Regions from separate parts of the Sus scrofa genome. Here region 2 is linked to region 1. Evidence: chromatin contacts called from public promoter capture Hi-C data. All regions are on one chromosome and are shown on one strand. Each heading gives the region's core, a stretch centred on a gene start, on an enhancer-like site or on the middle of the called end of the contact. The rest is flanking DNA. Distances are from core to core; before and after follow the strand shown.

Evidence for each region. Promoter capture Hi-C pulls out the DNA fragments that hold promoters and counts their contacts.
Region 2: a contact with region 1 is called in a promoter capture Hi-C map of skeletal muscle, with 5 times the contacts expected there. The contact joins the enhancer-like site here to the promoter of LOC102160475 in region 1. A contact is called at or near these places in 4 of 5 promoter capture datasets (fetal liver, fetal skeletal muscle, liver and 1 more), 20 of 47 Hi-C or Micro-C datasets (adipocytes, adipose tissue, alveolar macrophages and 14 more) and 2 of 2 datasets of contacts at active chromatin or transcription factors (alveolar macrophages and skeletal muscle).

What each region holds. Positions count from the first base shown.
Region 1 is chr14:39,883,406-39,888,817 of Sscrofa11.1, reverse strand. It overlaps LOC102160475 (laforin-like), which reads right to left and starts at 2,912. Exons shown (of 3, transcript XM_021074221.1): 1 at 2,091-2,912. The coding sequence starts at 2,895. The coding sequence ends at 2,194. It overlaps MAPKAPK5 (mitogen-activated protein kinase-activated protein kinase 5), which reads left to right and starts at 2,920. Exons shown (of 14, transcript NM_001143694.1): 1 at 2,920-3,074. The coding sequence starts at 3,039.
Region 2 is chr14:39,953,215-39,958,626 of Sscrofa11.1, reverse strand. No RefSeq gene overlaps it. Among named protein-coding and RNA genes, the nearest start is that of ALDH2, 23 kb to the right of the region's middle. Within about 2 kb of position 3,341, at least 2 of the 83 cell types and tissues checked have an H3K27ac peak or open chromatin away from gene starts, as enhancers often do. A contact at or near this core is called in skeletal muscle, where this site is marked.

The sequences.
Region 1 (5,412 bases), core at 1,663-4,162:
TCAACACGACAGAGATTTATTTTTTTTCTCATGTAACAATACTGAGTGGATGTTAAGGTCAACACAGCAGACTTCTCCTTCACTCAGGTATCTTCCATCTTAAAGCCTTGCCTTCTCCATAACCTGGTCATCATCTTCCGGCTGACAAAGTAAGTAAGAGCATCTGTTCATAGATTTTCTGGGCCAGGCCTAGATATATGCACATGTATTCTGCTCACTTTCCACTGGAGGAAAGCATAGGCATATGGCCACACCTTTTTTACGGGGGTTGAGGAATGTAGTGTAGGTAAATGGTCAACAAAGGAGACAACTACGTCTGCACCACAATATATCCAATTACTTATCCTCTAGTACATCACATAAGAACCTCAAATTAACCAGGCAGAAAAGAACTCTGGATTCTCCACTCTCACTCTCATCAAGTCTTTCATTCACTGAATGTCCCATCACCCATACAAGCTGCTTAAGCCAGAAATTATTCTGGATTAGTTTCTTATTCACATTTTCCACACTGAGTCCTTCAGTAAGTCCATTCACCTCTACCTCCGAAACATATCATAAATCCATCTATTCTAACTTTACCGCCACTTTACTGTTGGAACATCATAATCATCTAGGTTACCCCACAGCCTCTTAATAACTGTCCATGTCTCCAATTTTTTTTTGCTTATTACGGCTGTGCCCACAGCATATGGAGGTTCCCAGGCTAGGGGTTGAATTGGAGCTATAGCTGCCAGCCTATGCCACAGGTCACAGCAACACCAGATCCTTAACCCACTGAGCAAGGTCAGGGATCGAACCAACAACCTCATGGTTCCTAGTGGGATTCATTTCTGCCACACAACGGGAAATCCTTTTTTTTTCTCTTTCTTCCATGTCTCCACTTTAACTTGCCCATATTTCACTCTTCATACAGCAGTCTTATCTTTTAAAACATAAATTTGGTATCACTCTTTAGTTTAAAACTTTCCACTGGCTTAGAATAAAATCCAAAGATCTCACCATGACCTCTATGGGTGTATATGATACAGGCCCTGCCCATCTCTCCAACCTTTACCACTCTCTCCTACTCACCTTACTCCAGCTACAATGACAGATGCTCCTTGACCACATTTAGTTTACTTTCACTTTAAGACTTTTCCACATGCTGTTCCATCTGCCCAGAAATCTCCTTGGATTTCTAATGAGACAGCTCCTCCTCATTTATCTGAGGTCTCTGCTTCAAAGTTACCACCTGGGACCTTCCCTGATCACCTACTTGGAAAAAGTCCCCACATCCAGTTATTCTCTTACCTCAGCACCCTGCTGACTTTCTTCTTAGTATCCACAAACTCTGTGCTTTTCCCTCTTTACATTCTGCTTCCTTTTCTGGAAAGTAAGATCTGTAAACAGGTACCATATCTTGTTTCTACTGTTTCCCCAGGATGGAGTTGGCCTGGCACACAGTGGTGCTCAGTAAATAAGTGAATGAACGAAGATCTATCAAGAGGTGATTAGGCAAAAACTCCTGCAAGGTCCTTTGACAGGTTATTGGTGTAACATAACGAGCACAAACCTTGGTTCCAATTTTGACTTCACTAGTTCTCAGCTGTTTGCAAGAGAGTTCCACTTACTTCATCTGTTACTTCATCTGTTATCTCATCTGTTAATAGGGTATAACAATATACTCACCTCAGGAGTTTCCACTGTGGCTCAGCAGGTTACAAACCCGTCTAGTATCCATGAGGATGCCAGTTTGATCCCTGGCCTCGCTCAGTGGGTTAAGGATCCTGAACTGTCACGAACTATGGTGTAGGTCGTGTAGGTCGCAGACACTGCTCAGATCTGGCGTTGCTGTGGCTGTGGTGTAGGCCAGAGGCTACAGTTCCTATTCGACCCCTACCTAGCCTGGGAACTTCCATGTGCCACAGAAGCGGCCCTAAAAAGCAAAAAATACATACATATTTTATATATTCCACATACATACACTTACCTCGAAGAGCCAAATGCCTACTTTATAAAGAATAAGGAAACTAATGGAAAAAAAAAGAGCTTCACGCAAAATGAAAGCCCTGTATACATAACTGTTATTGCTATATATCTGTTCTTACCTCAGGATTCTTCCGGAGGTTCAGTGTCTGACCTCTATCACAAGCCGATATCCTCTGCTTCTTCCGCAGCGTGTTTCTGCTACCATAAATCTAGACCACGACGTTAGGAAAAACACAGAAGGTGAGAAATGTCCCGCTGCCACTCGAATTGGGTGGTAAGGTCCAATAGCCCCGCCTGGTCTGGGGCCTTTGACGTCATCAGCACTGCGCCGTCGCTGCGGAGGGCCCGGGGGCCTGTCCTGAGTTTGGCGCCACCTTGGGGAGGCCTTGGCAGACGCCTGCAAGTCAACTGCGTGGTTCGGGGGCGACTCGGAAACCCCAGCGGACCGCGGCGAGGGGCGCGTGGAGCTGTGGGGGCACGAAGTCTGGCCGCAGGAAGGGCGGCCCGGAGTTCAAGTAGTGCACAGCGCCGGCAGGCGGGCGGCCGGCAGGGCTGCCCGGCGCGGGTGTCCCGGCGATGTGTGGCGCTGAAGCAGCAGCGGGAGCAGCGGCGGCGGCGGCGGCGGCGGCGGGGTCGGCCTCGGCTTCTCGGCGGTGCCGGCGGCGGAGGCGGAGGCGCAGGTTCCTCTTCAGGACCTGGCGAGCCCGGGCCTAAGCGGAGGCCCTTCGAGGCCCCAGCACAGCGCCCCGGATCGGGGCCCTCTCCGCCTCGCCCTGCCCCGGGAGCCTGCCTCCCCGGCCGGGGATGAGGCCGGGAGGCGGCCGCGTGGGGCCCAGCACAAAGGCTTCTTCCCGGGGGCCGCTGCCGCCGCCGCCGCCAGCCTAGAACCGCCCGCCGAGGCCGAGCCGGCGCCGGGGCCTTCATTCCTGCCGGTTCCTGGGGGCGGCTGCTGCCAGTCTTCCCGAGGCTCGGGGTCCGGAGCGCTGAGCTCCTTGTTCCCTCGGCTGCGGTGGGATCAGGCAGCTGCGCAGCCTCCGCTGCTCCCGGCCGTGCGGGCCTCGCGGAGCATGTCGGAGGAGAGCGACATGGAGAAAGCCATCAAGGTAAGGGGGAGATGCCCCCTTCCTCCCCCCTCTTTGCTCCTGTGGCATTCCTCTTGCCTCCAGCAGTAGAAAGAAGAGATAACTTGGAGAGATTGCAGCATCTCCCAGATTTAGATCTTCCCCGGATTTTTTGGACTGCATTTTACAGCACTGGGGCGAAGGGTTGCGCGCGCGTGTGTGTGTGTAGAGAGAGAGATTTCCGACTCCCTGCGGCGATTTATTTGCTTAAAACCGGCATGTGGCTAGTGCTTAGCTAGGATGGAAGTGAGTGGCGTGGAGATGCTTGACGTTTGTAGGATGGAGGGGGCCGTACTACTACTCTACTTTAGACTGCTGCCCAAGTGTCGTCAGAATTTGCGTCCAGATAATATGCAGCAACACTTGGAGAGTTGGACTTTACCCATCGCTGCAGATTTGTTTGAAATTTGCATTTTCAGAAGGAAAACCTGTTCTTTGGCGAAGAGGTTGTTCTCACTTTTCCGTGTGGCCTCTCCCCTTTTCAGTGGCTACAAAAGTCTTGAGGTAGGTGCAAGTCTTATGTGATCCAGGAACAACAAGGTGTCTTGGATGCAGTGGGTCAGTGTAGATTGTTAGAGACAAGTAATGGGAAGCCAAAGCACATAGGGCCTTGTAGGCCATTGTAAGAAGTTTAGCTTTGACTTTGAGTAAAAGAGGAAATCTGGGAGAGTTTTGAGCAGAAGACAGATATAGTTTTAGTGGGCAAGTATGTAAAGGGGGAGGCAGTTTTACTTAGTGGTTGTAAAAGTTTCTCCAGGTTGACTCATGAGTTGAAATCTTAGCCTGGCCGTTCATTTAACTGTGTCCTGGAATAAGTCACTTTACTTCTCTGTCCCTTGTTTCCTCATCCAAAGAAAGAGGATTAAAAAAAGCCCCAAAAACAGAAACTATTTCCTATCTACAGGGAGCTATATTTTGCCACTTGTGATGGAACATGATGAAGGATAATGTGAAAAAAAGAATGTGTGTGTGTATGACTGGGTCACTTTGCTATATAGCAGAAATTGACAGAACATTGTAAATCAACTATAATAAGAAATTAGGAAACAAGAAATGAAAAGATACCAAACATTTAAAAATGTTAAAAAAAAACAACTTTCTCCAGCTCAGAGCTTTTTTGTTTTTTTTGGGTTTTTTTGAGAATTTAATAAGCACACATATCTGAAAGTGCTTTCAATACCTAACATTTAGTAAGAACTCAGTGAATATTAGCCCATAGTAACTTAAGAATGGTTTAGAAAGAGTTGCAGTTTTCTTCAGTCATTATTATCCAAGCTAATTTTCTTAAAAACATTTTTTTTCTTCTCTTCATGTACTAATTAACAAGCCATTGGTGAATCTTCCTACTAATTTGGGTATGTACAACCAATACAAATTAGTGGAGTTTAAAATATTTGCTCTAACAAACAGTACTGACTAGGATATACTTCCATGGAAGTAAGCCAGCATCACATCAAATAAAAGTCTTGGTTTGTGGCAATGTGTTGTATTCATTGTTGTGCTTTTTTCAGCCGTCCCTCATTTGTTGAGAACTGAGACCTGTAGAGTTCAGCTGGAAAAGCTATTTTTCTAGGCTCCCACCACAACACTTAAATTTCTGCCATCTGACTACCAGAGAGTGGTCTGATTGGACTTTAAGATCGCATCCTTTTACTCTTAAAGGTATTTGGATTAGGCCAACTGGCTACAACCAAAAGCTCTTCTTCTCATCTCTGTCTCTACTCCCATAGCCACTTGACTTCACTACTCCCAAGTCACTTACCTAGACTAGATAATGAGCATTTTGGGATTAGAGATTGTCTTACATATTTGTTTTTTTGTTTTTGTTTTTTTAAGGCCGCACCGGAGGCATATGGAGGTTCCTAGGCTAGGGGTCGAATCAGAGCTGTAGCTGCTGGCCTACACCACAGCCACAGCAATGCCAGATCCAAGCCTCGTCTGCAACCTATACCACACTCCGTGATTAACTCCCCCCCCCCTTTTTTTTTTTATTTTCCCACTGTACAGCAAGGGGATCAAGTTATCAGTACATGTATACATTACAATTGCATTTTTTCCCCCACCCTTTGTTCTGTTGCAACATGAGTATCTAGACAAAGTTCTCAATGCTATTCAGCAGGATCTCCTGGTAAATCTATTCTAAGTTGTGTCTGATAAGCCCAAGCTCCTGATCCCTCCCACTCCCTCCCCCTCCCATCAGGCAGCCACAAGTCTTTTCTCCAAGTCCATGATTTTCTTTTCTGAGGAGATGTTCATTTGTGCTGGATATCAGATTCCAGTTATAAGTGATATCATATGGTATTTGTCTTTCTGGCTCATT
Region 2 (5,412 bases), core at 2,092-4,591, 69 kb before region 1:
GGAGGGAAAGGACCATTCTCTATAGAGGGGATGTTTGGCAGTATCTGGAAACATTTATGGTTGTCATAACTGGGAAGGAGTGTGCTCTTGACATCTAGTGGACAGAGGTCAGGGATGCTGATAAACATCCTACAGAGCACAGAAAATGTCTCTGCAACATAGATTTATCTGGTCCAAAATGTCAATAGTGCTGAGATGAAGAAACCCTGTGGTATCCTGATGTCTGGGCCCTACCTGAGACCAATCACAGCAAGATCTCTTCCAGAAGAGCATCAGTATTTAAACAACCTCTCAGGTGACTCTATTGTGCAACCAGAGCTGAGAACCTCCAGTATTTATTTTCAGGAAATTAGAAATAACATATAAGTAATAATAAGACAGTAGGTACATAAATTTGTTACCTTCTTAATAATATGATTTCTTTGGTGGAACAAAGAGATGAGACATCAATAAGAAAAAGAGAAACAATAGAAAACTGTACAAAGGACATGAAAAGGTAATTCTCAGGGAAATAAACAACCAACAAATAAGATATATATATATATCCCTCTCTCTTTCTCTAGATAGATACATAGGACAAGGAAACTAGCAATTAAAGAGATGCAAATTAAAAATTAAAATTTTTTTCATGGTCAAACACACAGCACATGGAAGTTCCCAGGCTAGGGGTCCAATCAGAGGCACAGCTGCCGACCTATGCCACAGCCACAGCAACTCAGCATCCAAGCTCTGTGTCTGGAACCTACACCACAGCTCACAGAAACACCAGATCCTTAACACACTGAGTGGAACCAGGGATCAAACCCATATCCTCATGGATTCTTAACCTACTGAGCCACAATGGAAACCCCATATAATTTTTCACTTAACCAGTTTGACAAGTTTTTAAAAAATTGACATTATCCATATAATGTTGGCAAAAGGTAGGGAAAGACTAGAAAAATACTTTCATAAACTCCCAGTGTAAGTTGAAGCTGGTACATCTTTTTGGAGGGCAATTTGGCAGTATTTTACAAAATTTAAAATACATTGTAAATCCTATACCTAAAACTTATAGATTTGCAAGTTATACAGAATTTATATGTCAAAGGAGACATGCATTTAGTTTTTAAAATATATTAATAAATTGGTTTGTACATACACATACCATATACTTTATGTGGGCACATTCTAAGAAATAAGATATCTATCTATCTAGAAGGAAACAGAGAGACAGAATGGAGGGAGAAAAGAGAGCAAGAGCATTTCATCATTGTGTATAACATAAAAGAACTAAGAATTAACAAAAGTGTCCAGTGGAGGTTAGTTCAAAAAATTATTACATATTTGTAATAAATTTGCAATAAATCATGCAGAGCACTATGTACCATAGAAAGATATCTAAAATATATTGCTATCAAAAACAAAAGGAGTCCCCTGGTGACCTAGCAGTTAAGGATCTGGCATTGTCACTGCAGCAGCACAGGTTTAATCCCTGGCCTGGGAACTTTCACATGCCACTGGTGTGGCCCACTCCCCTTCAAAGAAAATATGTGTGTGTGTGTATGTATTTACACATATACATTAAATATAATGTTGAACAGTAAAAGTGATTCCATTTGTATATGTAAAAAGAATATTTGGAGGGAATCAAAAACACCTTTAGCATTAGGAGTGCCATGAAGTTTTCTTTCCTACTCTTCTGTACTACTTAGATTTTTTTTTTTTAACCACGGGCTCATATCTTTACATGAATTATTTATTTATTTATTTATTTATTTATTTTTGTCTTGTCTTTTTAGGGCCACACCTGCGGCATATGGAGGTTCCCAAGCTAGGGGTCTAATCAGAGCTGTTGCTGCTGGCCTACACCAGAGCCACAGAAATGCCAGATCCGAGCCATGTCTGCGACCTACACCACAGCTCATGGCAACGCCGGATCCTTAACCCACTGAGCGAGGCCGGGGATCGAACCCACAACCTCATGGTTCCTAGTCGGATTTGTCTCCGCTGTCCCACAATGGGAACTCCTACATGAATTATTTAAATATGCAATAATATATAAACATTTTTTGAAGAATATTAAGTAAATAATAACATCCATGATATACTGCTAGAGAGAAACTAGACTCCAAAACAGTTTATGTGACACAGACTCATTTTGAAAACATTCACAGAAAAAAGACTGGAAAGTAAACACAATGAAATGTTTGTTTGTTTGCAGTGTAGCCACCGGCCTATACCACAACCACAGCAACGTCAGATTCAAGCAGCGTCTGCAACCTTCACCACAGGTCACAGCAAGGCTGGATCCTTAACCTACTGAGCGAGGCCAGGGATCAAACCCACAACCTCTTGGTTACTAGTCTGATTCATTTCCACTGAGCCATGATGAGAACTCCAACAATGAAATGTTTACTATTTGAAAGACTAATGTTTTCTTTGTGCTTTCTGCTTTCCTCTGTTTTCTAATATTTCTACACTGAGCTTTTTATTCTTCTGAAATAGAATTTTTTGTTTTGTTTTTAGGGCTGCAGCTGCAGCATATGGAAGCTCCCAGGCTAGGGGTCAAATTGGAGCTGCAGCTGCTGGTCTACAGCACAGCCATGGCAACACAGGATCCGAGTTCCATCTGCGACCTATACCACAGCTCATGGCACCTCCGGATCCTTAACCCACTGAGCGAGGCCAGGAATCAAACCCTGGATACTAGTTGGGTTCCTAACCCACTGAGCCACAACGGGAACTCTCTGAAATTAGAAATTTTAAAAACCTACAATAAATGTTGTTTTTCTCCCGAAACACTCAACTTTTAGGACACTGCATGTAGCTCCAGCGTAGTAACATGCAAAAGTAATTTGGCTGTGAGTACAATACTTTGCCAGGCATCTGTGGTGAGCCTGCAAGGTGAATCAGCTCAAACAGTGACCCTGGAAGCCCTTTGTTAAAAATGGCACTTCCTCTACACACGGCTCCCCAAAGCACTTCGTTTGGGGATCCATTTACTTAATGTGAAAAACACTTCTACTGCAGAAATTCTTGGTCATCTCAAGTTTAAAGAGAAGGTATTTTCTTATGGAGTGAAGTGCTGGGATCTCCAAAGGGAATCAGAGCCCCACCAGAGTCCTTCATTCAACATAGTTAGAGGGCACTAACTTCTGCCCTGGGCATGTTTTAGGAGTCTGGGGCCCTGCTCTTACAAAAATGACATCATAGAGCTGGTAAACAGATGAACGTGGTGGTTGTAGAGAGTAAAGATATCAGGGTGGTGGGGGAGGAAAACGAAGTCAGTAGAGGTGGCTAATTTTGGATTGTGTGGTCACCATATAGGAAGGCACATCTGAACCAGAAATAAACTAAAAGATGGAGCTGGCCATCTGCAGAGCTGCTGAAAGAGCCCAGCTGGAGGGAACGGCAAGTACAAAGGCCCTGGGACAGGAACAAACTCAGCATATTTGAAAAAGAAAAAGGCTGGTATGGTTTTCCAGGGTTTAGTCAGTGAGGAGCAGATGAGGTGAAGGTGGGCAGTGTTCAAGCAGGGTCTTGTATTTATTAATAAAGAGGATGGATTTCATTCTAAGTTAAAAACCAACAACAGAACAATAACTTCCACGTATATATTACATACCTACTATGTGAAGCTCCTATTCCAAGCATTTTATAAGTATTATTTAATCATACAACCACCCTGTGACGCAGGGATTATTATGATCCTTGTTTTTTCCCAAGAAGAAAAGAGTTCTAGAGAACTTAAAAAACTCACTTAAGGTTACACAGGTCCTAAGTGGCTGAGCTGGGATCTGAACTCTGGATGGAATCCTACCTCTATATACTATCCAGTGAGTCACCGCATGAACCCTGCATCAAATGTGACCAGCGACAAAAAACTTGTTCCAAAGAATCCAGTCTTTGCAATTTATACATTAATTTGTATAAACAATCAGAAAAATCACTTGCCTAACAAAAACATATCAAATACCTTCTACCTACCAAGTATTGTGTAGACCATGTTTTTTAAAAAAATATATTTCTATCATTTTGTCTCTTCAAAGCCAGGATCTTAAAAAATTCTGATTAAAAATTTTTTTTTGAACTTTCCCTTACAGGGTTGTGACTTTCTGCTTTAGAAACCACATCATCTTGACACCTTTCTCAGCCGTAATATTCTTAATAATAGTGATAATATGCAAAATAGTCAGGTAGCAGGCCCTTTTCTACCAAGAGTAGAAATAACAGAAATAATATCCTAAAATGGTATAGCTTTTTTCTTTTCCTTTTCTGGCCACACCCATGGCATATGAAAGTTCCACAGGCCAGGAATGGAATCTGAGCTGCAGCTGCCACCTATGCCACAGCTGCAGCAATGCTGGATAGTTAACCTACTATGCTGGCTGGGGATTGAAACTGTGCTGCTGCAGAGACAATGCTGGATCCTTAACCTGCTGCACCACAGTGGGAACTCCTGGTATAGCTTTGAACATTCTCAAAAGGCTGCCCTATCTGCTATTCAACTTGATCCTCTCAACAATCCTACAAAGGAAAAGTGGTGCTCTTCCCTACTCTTTTCCAGTTGGAAGTGCCCATGGGACTTGCTTTCGGCAATAAATTGTGAGCAGAAATGATCTTGCAGAAACTGCAAAAACCGTGGCAGCAGAAGGAGACAAACTGCACCTGGAGATGCAGAAAAGCAAAGTTTACTCAGCACCCGAACCGGCTCAAAGGAGTCACCTCCAGACTCTGAGCACCAGGTTTTTGCTCTTAGCAACTTTTATACATTACAGGGTCTTGTTTTTCCCATATAAGCATCCCGGAACTCCCCCTTCCCAGAGTAGACAATGTTTCTCCCTAAGAAACTGAGCAAGCAAGGTTACAGAAGCGGAACTGATAAGCAATGCTGGGAACACTATTAGCAGGGCTGCTGGCTTGGACACAGGGTACATAGTTGCTACATTATTATAAGAATGGTAGGATGAGGAGAGCATAGCTAAAAAGGCTTGCAGCTGCCTTTTCAGCTGAGGGAGGGAGGGTTTTGTTCCTTAGCTAAAACTCTTATTTGGGAATTCCCCTCATGACGCAGCAGAAACTAATCTGACTAGGAACCATGAGGAGGCGGGTTCGATTCCTGGCCTTGCTCAGTGGGTTAAGGATCTGGCGTTGCCCTGAGCTGTGGTGTAGATCACAGACAGGGCTCGGATCTGGCGTTGCCTCTGTCTGTGGTGTAGACCGGCGGCTATAGCTCCATTAGATCCCTAGCCTGGGAACCTCCATATGCCACTGATGCAGCCCTAAAAAAGACTCCAAAAAAAAAGAATAAGAGAGGAACAAAACTCTTATTTCAATGACAGCACATCTCAGTGGGGCTTTGAATAGCCAGTTCATGACTTGCCACACTTCCTCTTTTTTTTTTTTTTTTTTTTTTTTTTTGTCTTTATG